Linked DNA regions of Sus scrofa: all the other regions are linked to region 3. The links are chromatin contacts, called in public Hi-C and HiChIP or PLAC-seq maps. All regions are on one chromosome and are shown on one strand. Each heading gives the region's core, a stretch centred on a gene start, on an enhancer-like site or on the middle of the called end of the contact. The rest is flanking DNA. Distances are from core to core; before and after follow the strand shown.

Region 1 (4,295 bases), core at 1,332-3,831, 670 kb after region 3:
TGCTGCTCTAAAAAAAAAAAAAAAACCAAAAACAGAAAACAATTCTGGGGATCAAGACAATCACTGCCTTTTAGTTGGGATGTATACATTTTTAAATCGTAGAGATCAAGTTTCAAAGACCAACAGAAATACAATAAAACTTTATAAGCTAGAACATCATACACATTTTAAAAGATTCTCAAGTAACACTGAAACAAGGTTTGGGGGGGTCATTCACAGGTACACTGAAGAATCTGAGAAAATCATTACTTGTGAATTCTGACCAATGAAAATGCCTAGAGCACAGGATTAAAATTTTTGCCAATATATTAGATAAAAATTAAGCCAAAAAAAGTCTCTACAAAGAAAAAGACCCCCATCTTTTACAGTGCTCTTCTGGTCCCACAAAATATAATTAACACTTTGTAATAAAGTTCTGTCCTCAATGTGTGCTGCTGTACTTCCTTCTTGGGAAAGATTAAATTTCAACAATGAACATCCAAAAAATTAAGACTATACCAACATAAGTTAGCCAAGTATTTTGCTTGCTCATGTCATCACTGGTCAATTTTTCTGCATTTCCTATTTCCATGGGGCAGTAACTCCAATTATTTCAAATCATTTTTGCAATACTTGTTGAATATGGTTTTCCTTAACAAACTCTATTTCAAAAGTTTGTAGGCAAACTGCAAAACTGTCAAACAGATTATTGAAATTATCATGTGTGCTGGTTATCAGATTTGTAATTTTTTTTTTGTCTTTTGTTTTTTCAGGGCTGCACCCACCGGCACATGGAGGTTCCCAGGCTAGGGGTCGAATCGGAGCTACAGCCGCTGCCTATGCCAGAGCCACAGCAAAGCCAGATCTGAGCCGCATCTGCGACCTACACCACAGCTCATGGCAATCCTGGATCCTTAACCCACTGAGTGAGGCCAGGAACTGAACCCAAAACCTCATGGTTCCTAGTCGGTTGGATTCATTTCCGCTGCACCACGACGGGAACTCCAGATTTGTAATATTTATTTAATAAAAAAGTGTATGCATTTTAATGGAAAAATAATAATTCAATCACACAAAATATGACTATTCCCTTAGGGTAGTCAGATTCTTAACATTTCTCTATAATGCATTATCTATGATGCTGAGCAAACGTGAAAACTATCAAAAGGAAAGCTTATGGTTTAGTAATGCAAGCATTTGTTAATTGAAAGTTTTACATGAAAGCAAATCATTGCTAGGCAGGAATAAAAATGTCAACTGTCAGTTTATTTCCCCCTAAAAAAAATTCAGGCACTTACTTCTCCAACGTCCAGTGGCAGGTTGCAAACAATGAATATATTCAGTAAGTCTCCTCTCAAAAGCCTTGAGATCTAGGTAAAAAGAGATTTCAATTTTCTAATTAGCTACTCTTACTGGCTCAAGTCTATTAAGATGAAATTTTGATACTCTAACTGCTCCAGCTCTTACACACCAACCTACATTTATCACTGCGCTGTTTACTTCGTTTACCATGACAGTTTTTAAATACTTGACAAAATACTAGGTTTCCTTAATTCCAATTTCTCATAAAAGGGAACTGGCTGGTTCACTTTTAGAAGCTTAGGAATGGTATGTGGAAAACCAGCAGCAGCCACAGTCAGCGCCAAAAGCTAGACATGTGAGGGTTGCAAACACGAGAAACAATATCAGGTCGAGCTTTAAATCTGTTGGAACGAATAACTTCCTATTAGAACGTATTACCTACCATCCAAAGCCTATTTGACTGCAATTACCTGACTCCGACTTCAAACCCTTATATTTACCTAATGGCTACGCTTTGGACCTCTGATCTAACGGGTGGGTACGGAAAGACTCTCCCCTTTCCTCCCCAGGAACAGGTTACAGGTGATCTTTGTGGCACCAGGCCGACGCCTAGTTACACAGGACAGGGGCGTCCGAGATGCTCCCTCTGAATAAGACCGGGTATCATTTTCAGTTGTGATTTTTAAACTTTAAAAAGGGAGATCAAGAAGCACTCCCTTAACTCAGCAGTGACCAGAAACCACAGCAGGAATTAGGGATACAACTCGTGGAGGGAAAGGGGGGGAAAAAAAAAAAGTGAATCAGCACACGACAAAGCAGAGTGCAGACGTTCAGTAAGGAATAATAAAAAAGAAAATTAGCCCCGGCAACAAGCTCCCCGGTCTACGCCGAAGGAATGGGAGGGGGGGTAGCTGACGCAACGCCCCCCAGCACCGGCGGAGAACACGCGCGCCGGAACTAGCGCCCGGCCGGGTCTGACTGCCCCTTGGCCCCTGGGCCGGCCCGCGCGCCCCCCAGCTCCCGGCCCCGCCAGTACATCCTTCGCGGCCTCCTCTCTCAGGACGAGGTTTCCCGGACTCCGGCCCCTCTGGCTTCCGAGAGGAGCCCAAGGCCGGCACGGGCCGCCAAGGAGGCCCACTCTACCTTCCGCCTGCTCCAGCGAGTTCATGTCGGGCGGCAGCTCGGGTCACCGCCACGGCCCCGTCCGCATCTCAGCTCCACGGCCCCCGCCCGGCCCGCAGCGCCAACTCCCACCTCTAACCGCTCCCCTCTGCCCCTTCCCGTCGCACCGCCCCTTGCCTAGACCCGCTACGCTCATTGGACATCTCTACCGGACCCCTTAATTAAAACAATTTTCTATTGGCTAACTCCTGCTCGGGCCTCGGGGCCTAGCGTTGGACGGTCAGCCAGAGGGACCAAGAACTGCCGGCGGACGAGTTGGCGCAGCACTGGCGCCGCCTCCTGCCCTGGGGAGGAATTACAGCCTGTCTGAGAAAGTTCGATCTTTTCTGTATTTCTAGTTTCTTGCTTGGTTCTTTCATTGCTCATTTCTTGAGCGCCCACTATCTTTCGGGGAGTGTTCTGGTCACTAACAAGGGATACAGAAATCAACAAGCTAGCCCTGCCTCTAGGACTCAAGGAGAAATAAGGTACAAACAGAATTAGAATCCAAATAATGCAATTTCCTATTTATAGTGCATTTTCCATAGATACCTAACCCCTTAAGTAAGTATTTCTCCCTTGGTTGTTTTTTTTTTTTTCTGATGTCACTCAAATTTCACTTTATTTTTTTTTTTTTAGGGCCACACCCGCAGCTTATGGAAGTTCCAAGTCTAGGGGTAGAATTCGAGCCATGGCTGCCAGCCTACACCGCAGACACAGCAACACCAGATCCAAGCCACATGCATCTGCGACCTACACCACAGCTCATGGCAACTCCAGATCCTTAACCCACTGAGCAATGCCAAAGATCAAACCCGCATCCTCATGCATACTAGGCAGGTTCGTTTCTGCTGAGCCAGGACGGGAACTCTTTCTATTCTTTTTATTTTATGGCTTCACTAGCAGCATATGAGAAGTTCCTGAACCAGGGGTCGAATCAGATCTGCAGATGAGGCCTACACCACAGCCGCACTGGATCCGAGCTGCATCTGTGACCTGCAGCTTGCCGCAACACAGGATCGTTAACCCAGGCGGCCAAGGATCAAACCCACATCCTCAAAGAGACAACGCTGGACCCTTAACCTGCTGAGCCACAACAGGAACTCCAGCAATTCTGTTCTTATTTTTCATTGTCATACATTTAAGCACTGAAAAAACTTTTTTTCACATAAATTATATGGGCATACAAGGAATTTTGTAAAGTCGATGTTACTCAGTTCTTTAAAGACCTTTTGGGAGTTCCCCTCCTGGTTCAGTGGGAAGAATCTGACTAGTATGCATGGGGACGAAGGTTTGATCCCTGGCCTCGCTCAGTGGGTTAAGGATCCAGCATTGCCATGAGCTGTGGTGTAGGCTGGCAGCTGCAGCTCTGATTATACCCTAGCCTGGGAACCTCCATATGCCACAGGTGTGGCCCTAAAAAGCAATAAATAAATTAAATAAATAAATAAATAAAATTGAAATTTGTGCACTGCTGGTGGGAATATAAAATGATGCAACTGCTGTGGAAAACAGTAGGGCAGTTCCTCCAGAAATTAAAAACCAGAACCCCCATATGATCCAGCAATTCCATTTCTGGGTAGATACCCCAAAACTATTGAAAGTGGGGTCTCAAAGGGATATTTGGGGTTTTGTTTTTTTTGCTTGGTTTTGGGTTTTTTTGGTCGAGCATGTGGCATATGGAAATTCTCAGGCCAGGGATCAAATCTGCCACTGCAGAAACAATGCCCAGTCCTAAACCCTCAGTGCCACAGTAGGAACTCCCTCAGAGATATCTGTACACCTGTGTTCCATAGCAGAATTATTCATAATAGCCAAAAGGTAGAAGCAACCCTGGTGTAGGATAAGTGAAA
Region 2 (4,340 bases), core at 1,263-3,762, 550 kb after region 3:
GAGGTTTTTAGTTGACAGTGATTACTTAACTGGAGCGTATTCCTAGGAAATGAAACTACCAGAACCCCTTAACATCAATTTGCTTGTCACTAAACCACAGGTTTATGCTTCATCTTGGAAATGTGAACAGGGTGAAACCATGAGCCTTTTATTAAAACAAGATGACCATGGAGAGCGCCCTTGAAGCTTTAGCACAGAGGGCTCAACCCTAAAAGGTTCCCCTCTGGAAAGTGAGGACAGGTTTGATATGTACCCCCGTGCCAGTCCTAGAACTCTTCACGGCATCTTCCATAAAAGGTGGGAGTTGTAATAGTAGCGTATAGCAGACACCAGCCCACTAGAAGCAGATGGAACCCACCAACTCATTTTACCCAGACCTTCAAAAAGGTACACAGAACGGTCTCTGCCTGCCAAATCTAAGAAAAGGTTTCACAGGGGACCACTGATGGTGATTTCATTTGCCTAGTGTGGCCCACAATGTAAAAGAGGATCTGGAAAGTGAAAATGTTAAAGCTCATTCTTTAATACTCAAAGGCAAACACACACACACACACACACACACACACACACACACACAGGCCCAAAGCTTTGTTTTACAAAATAAAAAAAAAGAAGACTGTAATCTATTCCAGCACAGGGGCTCTTCCAGGAGGGAAATCTAGCTGGAAATATCCCTGCTTCTGTACATAATTCACTAGGGGTCAGGTAAGATTCCATTTTGTAACAGCTGAACTTTAAACAGAAAGTCATTAGTGGTGCAACATTCACTCATTAGCATAAAGTTACCCCCTAGAATGAAAAGCACTGGCTGTCTCTGCCAGGATGACAACTTTACAGTGAGAAACTGGGGCCAAGGACCATGAACTCCTAGAAAGTTCTATCCGCCTTAGAAGGAAAGCTCACCATCTCCACCAGCCTAAACTTAACTGTCACTCCATTCCTCACTCCCCACAGAGCAAGGCATCGCTAATACAGGAATTGTTGAAAAAAATAAAAATAAATAAAATAAAAGGATGGGCCAAAGGGTCAATAGCAGGCGAAGCCTTTCAGGGCTGACACGATTCCTGTTTGGGATTGGGGGAGGGGGAGGAGCTTTCTGGATGTTTCTATTCTTGGCAAGGAAAGCACCTCCAGGTCCTGTACCGTCAAAAGGCGCTAACACAGGAATGTTCTCAGGGAATGAATGATTTGCCTGTGCTAAGCGACTTCATTCTGGGGTGTGATGATGGGGAGCACGATGGGAAGGGCTAGAGAGAATAGAGAGAAGGTGTGTTTGACGGGGGGGGGGGGGGGGGATGGGAGGAAAAAGTGGATGGATAAGGGGGGTCGGAGAAGACCTGGATGGTTAAGAGGGAGGATGTGGATGACTAAGGGAGGAGAGCAGAGAGTGTAGATGGCTGAGGGGACGTCCAGAAAAGGCGTGGAGCTGAGGGGGAGGGGGATGAGGTGTGGACCGCTAAGGAAGGTTGGGAGGAGGTGTGGATGGCGGAGGGATGAGAGATGGCCATCAGCTCCCAGAGGGGGAGAAACGAAGGCAGGCCGACGGCGGGGGTGGGGGGGTGGCCTCACCCAGACTCCCCCCCCAAAAAAACCCCTTCTGTGGGCGTGTGCCCGGCTGCGCGTGTGCAAGGGCCCAGGCCACCAGGCCGTAGGGCCATCACTCACCCCACGACTCCCTGGTTGTAGTTCCTCCGCTTCCACGGGGTCCCGCTGTACACGCCCCCGCTGCCCTCCGCCCGGCCGCCCCCCGCGGCCCGCCCTCCGCTGGGCTGCAGCAGGCTGTAGTTGAGTCCGTAGGTGCTGGCCTTGTTGTCGCGCTTCCTCTTGTTGCTGCTGCCCGAGGCCGGGTCGGCGGGCTCCGCTGCGGGGAGGGCGGCCGAGGAGTGCGGGGACGAGGACGCCGAGGGGGACGGGGACGCCGAGGGGCCCGTGGTAGCCCGGCGAGCCCAGGCCGCGGGCTGGTGGTGGTTGTTGTTGTTGTTGGTCGTCTCTAGGGGCAGGAAGTCCCGCTGCTCCGCCGGCTGCGCGTGGCCGCCCAGCAGGCGCTCCCCGGAGCGGTACATGCCGGCCGGGGCCGAGGCCGGGGCCGCGCCGCCCGGGCTGCCGGTGCTACTGCCGCTCCCGCCGGTGGCCGTGCTGCTGCTGCCGCCGCCGCCGCTCGCGCCGCCGCTGCTGTGACAGTGGTGGTTGAAGTAGAGGTTCCTCAGTCCCTGGGTCGTCTCCCAGATCTGCATCCACAGACTGTTGGACGGTCCGAGCTGCTCTGGCTGGAACCAGGCGATCCTCGGATCCATCAAACGGCGGCGGCCGTTGCCCCCGCCCCTCCCGGCTGCCCGCAGGGCCGCCGCCGCCGCCGCCGCCGCCGCGCCTTAGGCGCACGCCTGGCCTCGGCGGCTGCTGCTGCTGCTGCTGCTGCCGCTGCTGCTCCTGCTGCTCCCGGCCCGCCGCGGGCGGCGGGGTGGCGCAGGGAGCCCGGCCGGCGCCGGCGGCGTAGCTCCCGCCCTCGGGGGCTCCGCGGGCCCTCCCCCCCTCCCTCCGCCCCTCTGCCGAGCCCCTGTCACCGGGGTCCCCGTGCAAATGGCGGCGGCAGCAGCGGCTCTGGCAAAGGGCGAGCGGCGGCGGCGGCGGCAGCGGCGGCGGCGGCAGGACGCGCCTGCTCCGTAGCGTCCTCGCTCCTCCGGCCCCAGGGCGGGGCCTCTGCCGGCTCCGCCCCGATCGCTCCGCCCCCCCGCCCCCGCCCCTCCCTCCCGCGCTCGCCCCGCCCCCGCCGCGCCGCGCGGCCAGCCCTGCCCGGGAGGCCGCGCCGTGCGTCACAGAGGCCGCTGGGCCCCGCGGCTAGGGCCGCAACCGCCCGGCCCAACCGTCCCGGTGCTGTCTGTGGAGGGTGTCGCACATACCTGGGCGTCCGGGTGCCCCCTGACGCGCGCGCTGCCTCCGGTCTCAGTTTCCCGACCCCAGATACGGGGCGAGGCTGGACGGAGGTGGCCACCAGCTACGTAGGAAATAGATTGTGGGAGGTGCCACCCCGCCCACTGTCCCTTCCCCCACTCTGCAGCCGCGGGACACCCCTCCCCGCCCCGGGCTTCTCGGACAGCTCCCGAGATCTCCGCTCTAAGCTACGTTCCAGATGGGAGAAAATGTGCCCCCTCCCCACCCGAGCATGTGCCCAGCACCCTCCCTGAACGCAGGCTGCTCTGATTGCTCTGTTGTGGGGCCGCCCTGCTATTCCCTGCGCCCGCCTGGCCGCGCCCTGGCCAGCGTTGGGAGCCCGCAGGCCTTGGCAGAGGGTCCCCCCACCCGACTTCGAGACTGGAGAAACTTGTGCCCACCTACACGGCTGGACGCACTTCTTCGTAGAGTGCGTAAGCCGTGAGCTCAAAACCACCATCACGTTCCCCAAACCCACTTTACACAGACTTGCGCGCATAAGCACGCACAGACGCACGAGCTCCGAAGCGAGTAAAGAAACCTCACTTGAGCTGAGGTGCACCAGCAACCATGAAAAACCCTTCTTAGTTCAGATTAAAGAAAACCCAAAACCTTTTAGGCCTCATTTGAGGACCATGTTGTTGGCATCAGAAGAGATTTTCCACAAACGGGTCATGTGCACACCTTCCCCATCCCTGCGATAGAAGACGAGGAAAAGGGAATTTTAAGTATTTTAAATCATCAGGAGAAAAAAGGAAAATAAGTGGGCACGTTTCACCTGTGCTCTATATGGTTAGTCCAAAGTCCAGAAGAAGTCCTTAACACCCAGTTTTGACCTATTTGGGGAGCTCAGTATCCTGGAAAGATTTTTTTTTTCCAGAGATGAAAAATTAACAAATTTCTTGCTGAGAGAATAGCATAGGTATAAATATTGGAAAACACATCAAAAACCCTAAAGAATTTTGGTTCATTCTATTTGTTGCTTTACTGTATACCGGTATTAAACCTTTTCTTAGAATGGAATTTTCTGTGTACTGAGAATTACACAGCCAGAAAAATGACTGGAGATTTTTATGCTGTTAACACTGGCAAATTTAACAAAAATAAAGCATTGTATAGAAATAAGTTCATTTTCACTTTAAATTTGTTCTAAAATTCAAGTGAGAAAAATGCAAAGCTGAAAAAAGTAAACATTATCAAGGTCCCACTATCTAAAAATAACCATCACGAAGACTTTGTAAAACCCTCTTTGAAAAATCTCTCCATGCATATATGTGTCAAGACAGTCCTCCTTATTTTTACTTGTTTACTTATTTATTTTAAATCTTATTCAGGGGTTTAAAATATTTTTTCAGGAGTTCCCTTGTTGGCTCAACGGTTAACGAACCCGACTAGGATCCATGCAGATGCGG
Region 3 (3,896 bases), core at 1,065-3,564:
GTCTCACACCATGTCTGATGCCTATAAGATCACACTGAAAATCAAGAACAAAACACTAATAGTGTGATGAACTGGATAATTACTCTTGTCTCTCCTGTTAAAGACTTCCTTAAACAAAATCAATTTAGGCAGGCCAGATCACAAGAAATCGTTTTCACTGCCCGACTGTTGTTTATTTTGCATAACAAGTGCCCTGGTCTTATCAGCTCTTCGCAAAACTTAGCCTCCAAAAGAAGCCTTCTTCGAAAGAGTATTGTAAAATTTTCTAGCAGAACATTGGAGAATGTTCTGGGTGTTATCAACATTCACAGTACAGGAACTTCAACAAGAATTTCTAGCAAATCATTTTCTCCTAATACTGTGCTAGTTCAAATCCACCCACCACCCAGCAGGGAATTGGCAGGCTAAATTCTTAGGCCATTCAATCTACTTGGGGCGTGAGGGGGTGTGCAGAACTCCAACACTTGAATGAACACACATTTTCAAGGCCTGGATATTTCCTCCGGAGCCAAAGATGGCAAAAGGCACAATCTTAGCAAGATCCCTATTAACCTGAACGCAAAAGCAAGGCAGGGAATGCTCCTTAGCTGAGCTAAGCTCACAACTTTCCAGGGACCCTGGGGAGAAGAAGGGGACAGGAGTGATGGGGGCTGAGAGACTGAAAGGCTTGGTGGCTGGAAGATGACAACCATCCTAAAACATGCAAATGCCATGGGGTTGAACAGAAAAGATGCCAAGTACACGAATAACTGGGCAGCTGACCCGGCTGAGACCCAAACTCAGGAACACTATCTTCCCTCAAGACCTCACGCTTTTCCCTACAGACTGTTAATTTGACAATAAAGAAAAAACAAAAAGAAAGAAAAGAATGAATACCTTGCTTCAACAGAGCGCACCTTTCAACTAAAGAACTCCAGGTTGTTGTATAAAACCATCCTCACCCTGGAAAGGGGGAAACTGAAAGAAAAAGCACAACACGCCATTAAGGAGGCCAGAACCCCGACTGCTCTTCCTGGACGGGAGCCACAAACACCCTAAAACCGATCGACCGATACGCCCCAAAGCACCGATGTGACATATTACAGCCTAGGCTCTCGATGCCAACCCTGGCTGTCGGGAGCCGGCCAGTGGCCGGTGCCTCGGTTTCGCCACCTGTAAATGGGGGGGGACCCAAGGGGGAGACGGTTTCCTGCGCTGCTCCCACCCCAAAGTCCTCTCTTCTCCGGAGGTCCCGGCGGCGGCGACATGGTCCCACGATTCGGGAGCCCTCTCAGGAAGGCCCCGGGGGGTGGGGAAGCCCTGGTGGTGGGGAAGCCCGGGCTGACGTCAGTGGGCTCAGCACCCCGCGGGCCTGGCCCTGCTAAGGGCCAGGGCAAGTAACGGGCCGGCGCCGAGGGCCCGACGACCGAAGCGACAGCTCGAGGCGCCCAAAGGCCGGGGAGGGGTGCCCAAGGGGCCGGGCCGCCCGTCGCTCGCCCGCTCGGCCGCCGGCTCACTCACTCACCTTGGGTGGCCGGGCGTCGCCCCTTCCCCAGCCTCGCTAGCCCGAGTCCCAGACCAGCCCTGGCGCCCCACACCCACCGCCCTAGTATTTACCTCCGACGCGCGGAGCCCCGCGCAGCCTAACCTGCTACCTGGGCCCGCCCCCACCTGCCCCGCCTCCGAACCGCCCAGGGAGGGAGGGAGGGAGCGGGGGCGGTAGGGACAACCGTCGCGCTAACCAATCGCCGCCGGAACTATGTTCCTGCGCACGCTCTGATTGGGCCTCCCTGTGACAGACCTTCCTCCAATGGCTGCCAGCCCGGAGCGGACTGAAGGGACTTTCCGCTCGGTCAAGCTCGGTGGAGCCAAAGGGAAAGCGGAGGGGCGGGGAGGAGAAAATGGGGGATGGGGGCGGGGAGCTCAGGCTGATTGGACTAAAGATTGTCGGTGCCGTAGCACCATTGGCTGATACCGGAGCCAGGGCGGGGCCCTGTGCTGCTCCCGGTTCCACCTCCCAGGCCCAGGTCTTGGCTTCAGGCTTAGCTGTCAAAACTCCTGTTGGTTGCGAGTTTGGGGCTAGGGTGGGGAGCAACCCAGAAGCCAGGTGGGAATGCTTTTAGGATTCCATGAAAAAGCAAAGCTTTAGAACGAGACCTAGGTTTGAGTCCTTTGAACTTTCATTTAGCAACTGCAAGACATGGGGAACTCACAACTACTCTGAGCCTCAGTTTCCCCATCTGTAAAATGGAGATAACCGTATCACCTGTCTTACAGGAGCGTTGTGAAATATCGTATGTAAAGGTCCTGACACACAGCAGGAGCTCGGCAATATTAAGTCTTTTCTTCGCCCTCGGATTCTGTCTGGGACCCGTGTTTCTGAACCTCTGTTGCCCCCTCTTCCCAGTTTGGAGACAGGTTTCCCTAGAATGGTGGAGAAGGAATTTCCATAGGCCTCCTCTCTCAGCTCTGCACCCCTGGCCCTCAGCCAGCACTTGGGGTATAGTTAAGGATCTTTCAATTAGAAGGGAGGTTTCTGATTCCCAAAAGTGCTCAAAATATTTAAGGAAGTGCTTTTTATAAGCAGTCCCAGAGCCTTGCAGCATGCCTTGCTGCACTGGATACTCCTGTTAATTAATTCCTTCTCCTTTGACATTTTAAGTACCAATTATAGGAGAAGGTGATTAATACTGAAGAAGGAAGGTAGGGGTGTGTGTGTGTGTGTGTGTGTGTGTGTGTTTAATCATGAGAGGGAAAATTTCCCCAGTGGAAAGTGACATTTCTGAAGATCTGGGGAATTTAAACCATTGAGTACATAAAAGAAGTCACATGAATGATTACCTAACAGTACTAGTAAACAAGCCACCCATCTCCATGACCATAAACACCCAGAATGAAATGGACATCTTTTGAAACCCTCAGCCTCAATCCACTCTTGCTCCTCTGTGAACTGAAGTTTGGCCCTTGCCATCTGTCTCTACGTGGAGTAAAATATGAGCCACTGAAGCTACCAAACCGAAGCAGCCCCAGAGCTCAGGGTGGAGACCGGGACTGAGGCCCTCTGTGCTCTGGGAAAACTGGAAGAACGGGTCCTCGGATACTTAGCTATCTTTAGGAGAGGATTTTCTGAGCCCAATACTTGCATCTCCTCATGTCCAGAAAAACACTGAAACCATCAATGATGACTGATGTCTCTGACTAGTTGTAACCTTCACGAGACCAGCAGCCAACTTTCACAAAATGCGTGCATGGCTGCAGGCACTGCCCCCTTCACCTTTACGACGTATCTCGATACCCCTCCTTTCCTCTTTGAGGCATTATTTCAGAGCTATCCGAAATACTGCCTCCATGGAGTTCCCGTCGTGGCGCAGTGGTTAACGAATCCGACTAGGAACCATGAGGTTGCGGGTTCGGTCCCTGCCCTTGCTCAGTGGGTTAACGATCCGGCGTTGCCGTGAGCTGTGGTGTAGGTTGCAGACTCGGCTCGGATCCCGCGTTGCTGTGGCTCTGGCATAGGCCGGTGGCTACAGCTCCAATTCGACCCCTAGTCTGGGAACCTCCATATGCCGCGGGAGCGGCCCAAAGAAATAGCAAAAAAAAAAAAAAAGAAATACTGCCTCCTGGGCTGTAGTTCAGTGGACAAAAGATGTCAAGGTCATCTGTGAGAACAGCCACCCCCAAGGATGGGCCAGTGAGCCCTGAGGGAACTCAGGAAAGAAACAAAGAAGACTAGCCCACAGCCGAGGTGCATATCAAAGGAGTGATTCCAGTAAGCCCAGATCCTTATTAGATCTTCCCATAGAAACAGATTTTCTGTAAATCTGGTTCTCTGTAAATCTGTTGTTCCTACTGCCTTCCCTTTGTTGCAAAAACTCGTATATCCTAGCTTCCCCCCTTGCTCCCTCGCTTCGGTTTCT

What was found. A called contact is a pair of places that touch in the nucleus more often than the background predicts. HiChIP or PLAC-seq counts read pairs in DNA pulled down with a chosen protein or histone mark.
Region 1: a Hi-C map of liver shows a contact between it and region 3, with 7 times the contacts expected there. The contact joins the promoter of CNEP1R1 here to the promoter of CYLD in region 3. A contact is called at or near these places in 1 of 5 promoter capture datasets (liver), 2 of 47 Hi-C or Micro-C datasets (embryonic fibroblasts and liver) and 2 of 2 datasets of contacts at active chromatin or transcription factors (alveolar macrophages and skeletal muscle).
Region 2: a contact with region 3 is called in an H3K27ac HiChIP or PLAC-seq map of alveolar macrophages. The contact joins the promoter of PAPD5 here to the promoter of CYLD in region 3. A contact is called at or near these places in 1 of 5 promoter capture datasets (liver) and 1 of 2 datasets of contacts at active chromatin or transcription factors (alveolar macrophages).

Annotation. Positions count from the first base shown.
Region 1 is chr6:34,785,727-34,790,021 of Sscrofa11.1, forward strand. CNEP1R1 (nuclear envelope phosphatase-regulatory subunit 1) reads right to left here and starts at 2,582. Exons shown (of 6, transcript XM_021094221.1): 1 at 2,425-2,582; 2 at 1,278-1,349. The coding sequence starts at 2,449.
Region 2 is chr6:34,666,786-34,671,125 of Sscrofa11.1, forward strand. It overlaps PAPD5 (non-canonical poly(A) RNA polymerase PAPD5), which reads right to left and starts at 2,513. Exons shown (of 12, transcript XM_021094215.1): 1 at 1,666-2,513. The coding sequence starts at 2,294.
Region 3 is chr6:34,119,625-34,123,520 of Sscrofa11.1, forward strand. CYLD (ubiquitin carboxyl-terminal hydrolase CYLD) reads right to left here and starts at 2,315. Exons shown (of 18, transcript XM_021094191.1): 1 at 1,505-2,315; 2 at 897-957.